Linked DNA regions of Capsicum annuum: region 1 is linked to region 2. A link is a contact called in public Hi-C data. All regions are on one chromosome and are shown on one strand. The core of a region is the stretch at or near the end of the contact, and the rest is flanking DNA. Distances in the headings are between cores, read along the strand shown. Region 1 holds the start of LOC107873293 (putative clathrin assembly protein At2g25430). Region 2 overlaps LOC107873294 (U-box domain-containing protein 52).

Region 1 (4,043 bases), core at 710-3,209, 110 kb before region 2:
GTGCTGGCAGGCTCTCTACTTTCCTTTCAGGACTCTTCATTGCCTTGGCTCTATCTCTCACGAACTCCTCCAATGTATCTAATAGCTTGCTTGTAATCCTCGACACTTCTGGGTACTCTGATGACCTTGCCACGCCAATATCCTTGCACCAGTTATAGAATCCCACCAACTCATCTATCTGCTTTGCTGCACTAGCATAGGCATCAAAGGCCTTGACACAGTCCTCATACTCCATATCAAAAAATTTATCCAACAGAACGGCCAAAACATCACATATATCTGTATAAATTTTATAACTTTCTTTCACCACGGGGTACAAAGCAACCAAGACCATCCGTTCATTCTTAGCCAAACCAGTTGGCCGACAAGACAAAAGCCGATCTAGCAGTCTCTGCAAATGAGTCATTTTCCCAAAGATCCTTTCAGGCTTCATCTCTCTCAAAGGAGTCACATCTTTCTTCTCCTGTATTGACTCTCTCACATCCCCTGACGATCTCGACCTCCTCATTCCATAACCAGGCTCGTCTCTGAACTCCCCATGATCATAAATATACCCCCGGTTAGAACTCTGGGGCGATCTCCATTGTTCATCCTTAGATCCATACCTTTCAATCTCTCCACCAGTTCTACCATTTTGCTTCCTCTCAAAAACCATCAATTCTAACCTCTGATCCAAATATAAAGCATAAGTCCTCACAAAAGCCGAATGATCCCATGAGTTCGAGTGAGCCTCATCTCTGAAATCTGACAAATTGAGCAGCCTTGTTCCCCTCCTCGTAGCATACATTATTTCTTGCTGAAATACAGCATCGCCATCATTGAGAAGTCGGTGAATTAGCATCAAACACTTGAGGGCAACAATCCAATCTCGGGTTTTGCCCAACCTTTTGGATATTGCAGACATACAGACACTCACATAACCCCGTGAATATGAAGTCAATTGAAGAATCTCTCTTATGTACTTCTCTCCAGCTGGTTCATCATCGTGGCTAGTAGCCTTAACAATAGCAACTTCCAACTCCGGTGCCATGTTGCTCGCCACTTTCGCGATCCCTATGCTTGTTTGATCCTTCACCGCCCCTATCGCCTTTCGGATCGTGGTGGGCGCCATGGGAAGCCAAAACTAGATCTTTACTTCTTTGTTTTCTGCAGATCACGGATTGGAATGTCATAATTTCAAGATTTGAGGTGTTAATACCATAATTGTATACCGTAGAAAGAAATTAAATACTTTGACACATCTTGAATCAAAGAGAATATTAGTTCAATCAGTTTGAACTATACCCATAAAAGGATAATCAAGTAGTAAAAAAATCGCCAAACAAATTAGGAAAGAAAAAAAATCAAACAGGTATTTAAGTCCAAACATACCAGATCGGAGGCTGTGACGTACAGATCTGTAAGGAAAGAAGACAACAGATAATTGAACAAAGAGAGATCTGAACTTAGCTAAAGCAATACATACAAATAATGCCAGAATTTATCAATTGTATTCTTTCTATATATTTGCTGCAAGATTTGAGGGAAAGGTGAAATGAAGAATTGAAGTTGAGATCTAAAATAAGTGAGGGGAGAATCAGCGGGGTTTGGATCTGGAAAATGTCGGAAGAAGCATCCGAATGTATAGGTATTCAGACAAGTCGCACAGAGCGTGCGTGTGAGTGCGTGTTTTAGGTCAGTATGTTATGAGTTGGTGTTTGTCCGGCACCGAAAAGAAAGATACTCCCCCTCTCAGATTATTCGTTTTAAATTGAGATAACACATTAAATAAAATAAATAATTAATAATATAATTAATTTATTATAGTGCTTCTATTAAATAATATTTATAAAAAATAATTAATTTAAAGGATAAAATATAAAAAAAAATTATTTCTTCTTAATTAATAAAAATAAACTAGTAAGATAAAAAATCAAATTAAGAAATTTGAGATGGATGAAGTAAAATATAACCATGCCCAGCCTCATTAGAATCTTATCTCTATATATAATAAAGTAAAGAAATTTGCATAAAATTATGCCAAGTGAAATATTGAGAACTAGCTACTTGGTATTTTAGCAACAAAAAATTATTTTCTTGGAAATAAAATTTATTTTACTGGTTAATTATTTATTTTATATATAGATTTTTAAATTTTCATATCTATATATATAATAAAGCAAAGAAGTTTGTATAAAATTATGCTAAGTCTATATATATAGCAAAACAAAGAAGTTTGCATAAAATTATGCCAAATGGCATATTAAGAACTTGTCACTTGGTATTTTAGCAAAAAAAAAATTATTTACTGATTAATTATTTATTTTATATATAGATTTTTAAATTTTCATATCTATATATATAATAAAGCAAAGAAGTTTGCATAAAATTATGTCAAGTGGCATATTGAGAACTAGCCACTTGGTATTTTGACAACAAAAATCTATTTTTTTGGCAACAAAATTTATTTTACTGATTATTTATTTATTTTATATATAGATTTTTAAATTTTCATATCTATATATATAATAAAGCAAAGAAGTTTACATAAAATTATGTTAAGTGGCATATTGAGAACTAACCACTCGGTATTTTGGTAACAAAAAACTATTTTCTTGGCAAAAAAATTTATTTTATTGATTAATTATTTATTTTATATATAGCTTTTTAAATTTTTTTATCTCTATATATAATAAAGCAAAGAAGTTTGCATAAAATTATGCCAAATGGCATATTGAGAACTAGCCACTTGGTATTTTGACAACAAAAATCTATTTTTTTGGCAATAAAATTTATTTTACTGATTAATTATTTATTTTATATATAAATTTTAAAATTTTCATATTTATTTTCATATTGTGGTAAAATATATTGAATGAACAATATTATTTGTTTTTATTCTATTATTTCATATTTTTATATTGTGATAAAAATAATTATAAATGACTCCTATGAATGAACACTATTATAATTATTTATATATTTCAGCTTTATATATCTAATAAAGCAAAATGTTTGATGAGTACTTTTGTTTATTTTTATTCTATTATTTTATATTGTGGTAAAAAATAATTAGAATTGACTCCTATTAATGAAAAACTATTATAATTATTTATATATTTCACATTGTGGTAAAAAATAATTAAGTTTAACTTCTATTTAATTAGTATATAGATTATTTCATAGATATGTAAAAATTACAAAAAAATCGACACAAAAATTCCGTCAATTACTCCTAATTCCACTATCATTAGGAGTAATTTCACAATTTGTATTCTAAATATATATTCCAATCAAGCTATAGGAGTAATTTCACAATCTGTATTCCAATTTTTAAATATATATTTCAATCAATCAAGTGATTTAAGAAGATCATCCATCAATTACTCCTAATTTCACTATTATTAGGAGTAATTCTACAATTTGTATTCCAAAGATATATTCCAATCAAGCTATAGTAGTAATTCCACAATCTGTATTCCAATTTTCAAATATATATTGCAATCAAACGATACTCCTAATTCCACAATTTGTATTTCAATTTTCAAATATATATTCCAATCAATCAAGTGATTTAAGAAGATCATGCAAATGATAGATGACTATGGTAAGTGGATTGTAGATTTCCTTACTCCCATGGATGAAAAGTAGATGGCTAAGGTAAGTGAATCGTATATATATTAAATCAAACTTTTACACTGTCAATCATTACCATATATGGCTATGGTAAGTGATACTAAATTGTAATACAACTAATCATGATGCAATAATTTTATATGGAAAAACAATATATTTTTATCATATATTCTGGTCATGGTTGATTCTAACTAATTTTGTATAAAAATCATAGAATTATAAAAGAAAATGCATATTTAACATAACTATTGCTAGTTAAGACAAGTGTCATCTTGAGAACTAACTATTTGAATTCTTATAACAAAAAACTATCATTTCATAGCAAAAAGCTATTTTGTTGATTATTTAAATATTAAATATTATTTCATATTGTGGTAAAAATAATTAACATTCATTTCTATTAGAGGAAAATTATTATGATTTAATAT
Region 2 (3,806 bases), core at 479-2,978:
TCTGCTATAGGAAATATACGATAGAAGAGATTGAGATAACTACCAAAAATTTCTCAAATTCAGAGAAGATTGGTGAAGGTGGATATGGCCCTGTTTACAAAGGGAGACTTGACCACACACCTGCAGCCATTAAAGTTCTGAGATCTGATGCTGCACAAGGGATGCAACAGTTCAAGCAAGAGGTATGTTGACATTGATTTGAAGATGCATATTATGAATTTCACATATAAAACATCCTTTTTGTTGGGGTGAACAGGTTTCTTAATTATTGATTTCTGAGCATTAGGTCAATCATTATAATTTATGAAGTTACTTATCTTGGATACGCTGGAGGGAAGCTTGACAAATGCCAGATTTAGACTGACAAATTTATGTGTCTTGAAGCATTCTGATGCATAACATGATCGATTTTCTGTATATTTTAGCCTCCCCAGACCCCACTCTGTGGGAATTCACTGGGTCTGTTGTTGTTGCTTAATCTAAAATATTTTGTTGTGTGTATATGCTTCTATTATAATTTTTAGAAAGTACTTGTGGAAATCTATTTGTAGTGTTAGTTAGAGGTATGAACCAAAGGCCTTTTTCTTTTTGAAAAGATAAGACTACTGATTAATGTGCAACTCGGCCATATTAGATTAATGTCCCATTTCTACAAATACTTGCTATACTTGTGGATAGAAGCTCTTAGGATTCCCTTCTTATAGAATAGGCTTTGTCATTTACAGGTTCAGGTCCTTGGCCTCATGAGGCACCCAAATATGGTTCTACTCTTAGGTGCATGTCCCGAGTATGGATGTTTAGTTTATGAGTTCATGAATAATGGTAGCCTTGAAGATCGCCTGTTCCGGAAAGGTAACACCCCTCCCATCCCATGGGAGATACGTTTCAAAATTGCTGCTGAAATCGCTACAGGGCTGCTATTCCTTCACCAAGCAAAGCCAGAACCTCTTGTCCATCGTGACCTTAAGCCAGGAAACATTCTTTTAGACAGCAATTATGCCTGCAAAATTAGTGATGTAGGCTTGGCTAGGTTAGTTCCACCATCTGTAGCTGATTGTGTTACACAATATCACATGACTTCAGCTGCAGGAACTTTTTGTTACATTGATCCCGAATATCAACAGACAGGAAAGTTAGGGACTAAATCGGATATATATTCACTTGGTGTAATGTTGCTCCAAATTATTACTGCAAGGCCCCCCATGGGTTTAACTCATCACGTGGAGAGGGCCATCGAGAACGGAACATTTGCAGATATACTAGATCCAACAGTGCCAAACTGGCCGATGGAAGAGGCTCTTAATTATGCAAAATTATCGCTCAAGTGTGCTGAGCTGCGGAAGAAAGATCGACCTGATCTTGGTTCGGTGATACTGCCCGAGCTTAATAGGCTTAAAGAACTTGGAATGAGCTGCATGTCAAGGACAGGTAGCAGTCCTAACTCTGTTTGATTTTGTTGAAAGATTTTGAAGATCGAACATCGTCAATCAGTTAGGTGGACTGGTGCCTCATCGTAGACAACAGTGGATCAAGTGCAATTATACTTTTCTTCTCCTTTTCTAGTAAATCTTGCTGCAGTAAAACGAAAACAATTTATTATATACAGAATGGTTGATAAACTTGTTGAAACATATAGACCCTTGAAATGCTATGACATCTAATGAATTCACGGTGGCCAGTGGCCAGTGGGGCTAAAATGTAGGTGCTAAAAAGTGTTGCCTGTTCTTGGAGTGTCGGGAATAGATAAATGTTGTTACCAATCTTGTGGAACATTGCCCATCCTTTTTCCTCACCATAGTTTTGTTCATGTATTCTGTTCCATTTGAATGATCTCTCTTGGATAATACTTTATATGAGAAAAGGTTATAGCACTAATGCGTCAGATAGTCCAATTTTATTCCCTATGAAGTCGGTTTGTACGTTGGATAATTTCGAAGTTTGAATTTGACCATTTGAAATATGAGTTCTACTTTCATATTATTAGAAACAATTTGCCTCTTTTGTACTAACTAGTATTAGTACTCGTGCAATGCGCAAATAATATTTAACAAAAATAAATTTGCACATTTATCAAATAAATAAATGGGCATAAAATTTTTCTTTCTTTCAATCAATCAAGACTATTGAAGTGTGGTTCCATTGGGGTTGATTTGTTGGGGATTATCCATCTTTTAACATCATCAATTGTTTGAGAGTGAATATTGCTGGTGATTCAAAGGGTTGTGCTCAACTTTCTAGGTCTTCTTCCACTATTTTTATTCAACTAACTTTACATTTCATGGATTATTATTTTAAACTGGTCTTTTTTTTTTTACCAAATAGGAATCCACAATGAAAATGAGGACACTCGGATATGTTTAAAATATAAAAATCATAAGTGAGAGCATATTTGGATTGACTTGTTAGTTACCTGAACTACCTCCAATGGGTTCGATTCCTCAGATTGTAATTCCCTTTCTCATTTCCCTTCTCCTATCCCCAATTTTTTTTTTTTTAAAACTTACTTTAAGTGTTTTTAAGTCAACTAGTTTAGGTGTACGCACCTTGCGCGTGTACCTCACTTTAATGAGTTCAAATATTACATTAAATAGGATATTTATTTAAATAATAAAGATGAATATAATAATTAAATTTAATATATTTTGAGTAGGTAAAGATGGAGAATTTATTTATTAAGCCTAATCTTTACTAAAAATATTTTTAAAAGTCGATCGACATTTCTCTATCATCCGTAAATTGCGACAAAATAATAAAATGATAGAGATATTAAAATAATACAACTAAATGTAATTTTTACACACAAATTTTTTCTCAAAGCCGCCTGACACTCATTTACCACCTGTAAACAATAACAAAATAATACGATAATAGAGATATCAAAATAATACAACTAAACCTAACCTTTACATAAAAAAATTCCTCAAAGCCGACCAACATTTATCTATCACTTGTAAAAAGTGATATCAAAACAATACAATTAAACTTAAATTTTACACATACACAAAAATTTCTCAAAGCCGATCGAGATCTAGTTACGAACTGTAAACTACCACAAAATAACAAACTAATAGAGATATTATGATAATACAATTAAACCTAACTTTTACCTAAAAACAATTTCAAAGCCAACTCACATTCATCTATCATCTGTTCAAAATAATACAATTAAACCTAACCTTTACACAAGAAATTCTTCAAAGTCAATCGATATTCATCTACGATATGTAAACTATAAGAAAATATATAATAGTGATCACAAAGCTTCGATTTTGATCCAACTAATTTTTGTCTGAATGAAGATTTTGACCCTAAAAAATAATTTTGAATGAAAACAAAGAAGATATATATATATATATATATATATATATATATTTATTTATATATACACACACATGTTGAATTCTATTATGCTGAAAAAAACAGTGAAGAAGTTGAGGGTTAGAAAATCAAACATCCACCAATCTAGACTTGCAATCGAATCAAGTTAGATGATCATTAATCATATTCTCCCAACAGGCAAGCTGGTTTGTTCTCTAGTTTAACGTACATCTCAATATTTATAGAAGTATTTTCTTACTAGAGTCCTATTTTAGGAGTATTTTTCTAATTGAACAGTAGAAAGAAAAATATTAATTAATTCTCCTACCATATATTTTAGCAGTCTCATATATTTTAGGAAGTCTAGAAAGGAAAATATTAATTAATTCTCCTACCATATATTTTAGGAGTTTCATATCTTTTAGGAAGTCTATTTAATATAATTAAAAATAATTAAATAATAAATTAAAAAATAGTGAAAAGATAGT

Evidence for each region. A called contact is a pair of places that touch in the nucleus more often than the background predicts.
Region 1: a Hi-C map of leaf shows a contact between it and region 2, with 2.4 times the contacts expected there. The contact joins the promoter of LOC107873293 here to the enhancer-like site in region 2. A contact is called at or near these places in 2 of 5 Hi-C or Micro-C datasets (leaf and placenta).

What each region holds. Positions count from the first base shown.
Region 1 is chr6:126,654,420-126,658,462 of UCD10Xv1.1, reverse strand. It overlaps LOC107873293 (putative clathrin assembly protein At2g25430), which reads right to left and starts at 1,959. Exons shown (of 2, transcript XM_016720080.2): 1 at 1,372-1,959; 2 at 1-1,146. The coding sequence starts at 1,111.
Region 2 is chr6:126,544,188-126,547,993 of UCD10Xv1.1, reverse strand. It overlaps LOC107873294 (U-box domain-containing protein 52), which reads left to right. Exons shown (of 8, transcript XM_016720081.2): 7 at 1-182; 8 at 726-1,871. The coding sequence ends at 1,451. Among protein-coding and RNA genes, the nearest start is that of LOC107873294, 7.2 kb to the left of the region's middle. Within about 2 kb of position 1,728, at least 3 of the 5 cell types and tissues checked have an H3K27ac peak or open chromatin away from gene starts, as enhancers often do. A contact at or near this core is called in leaf, where this site is marked.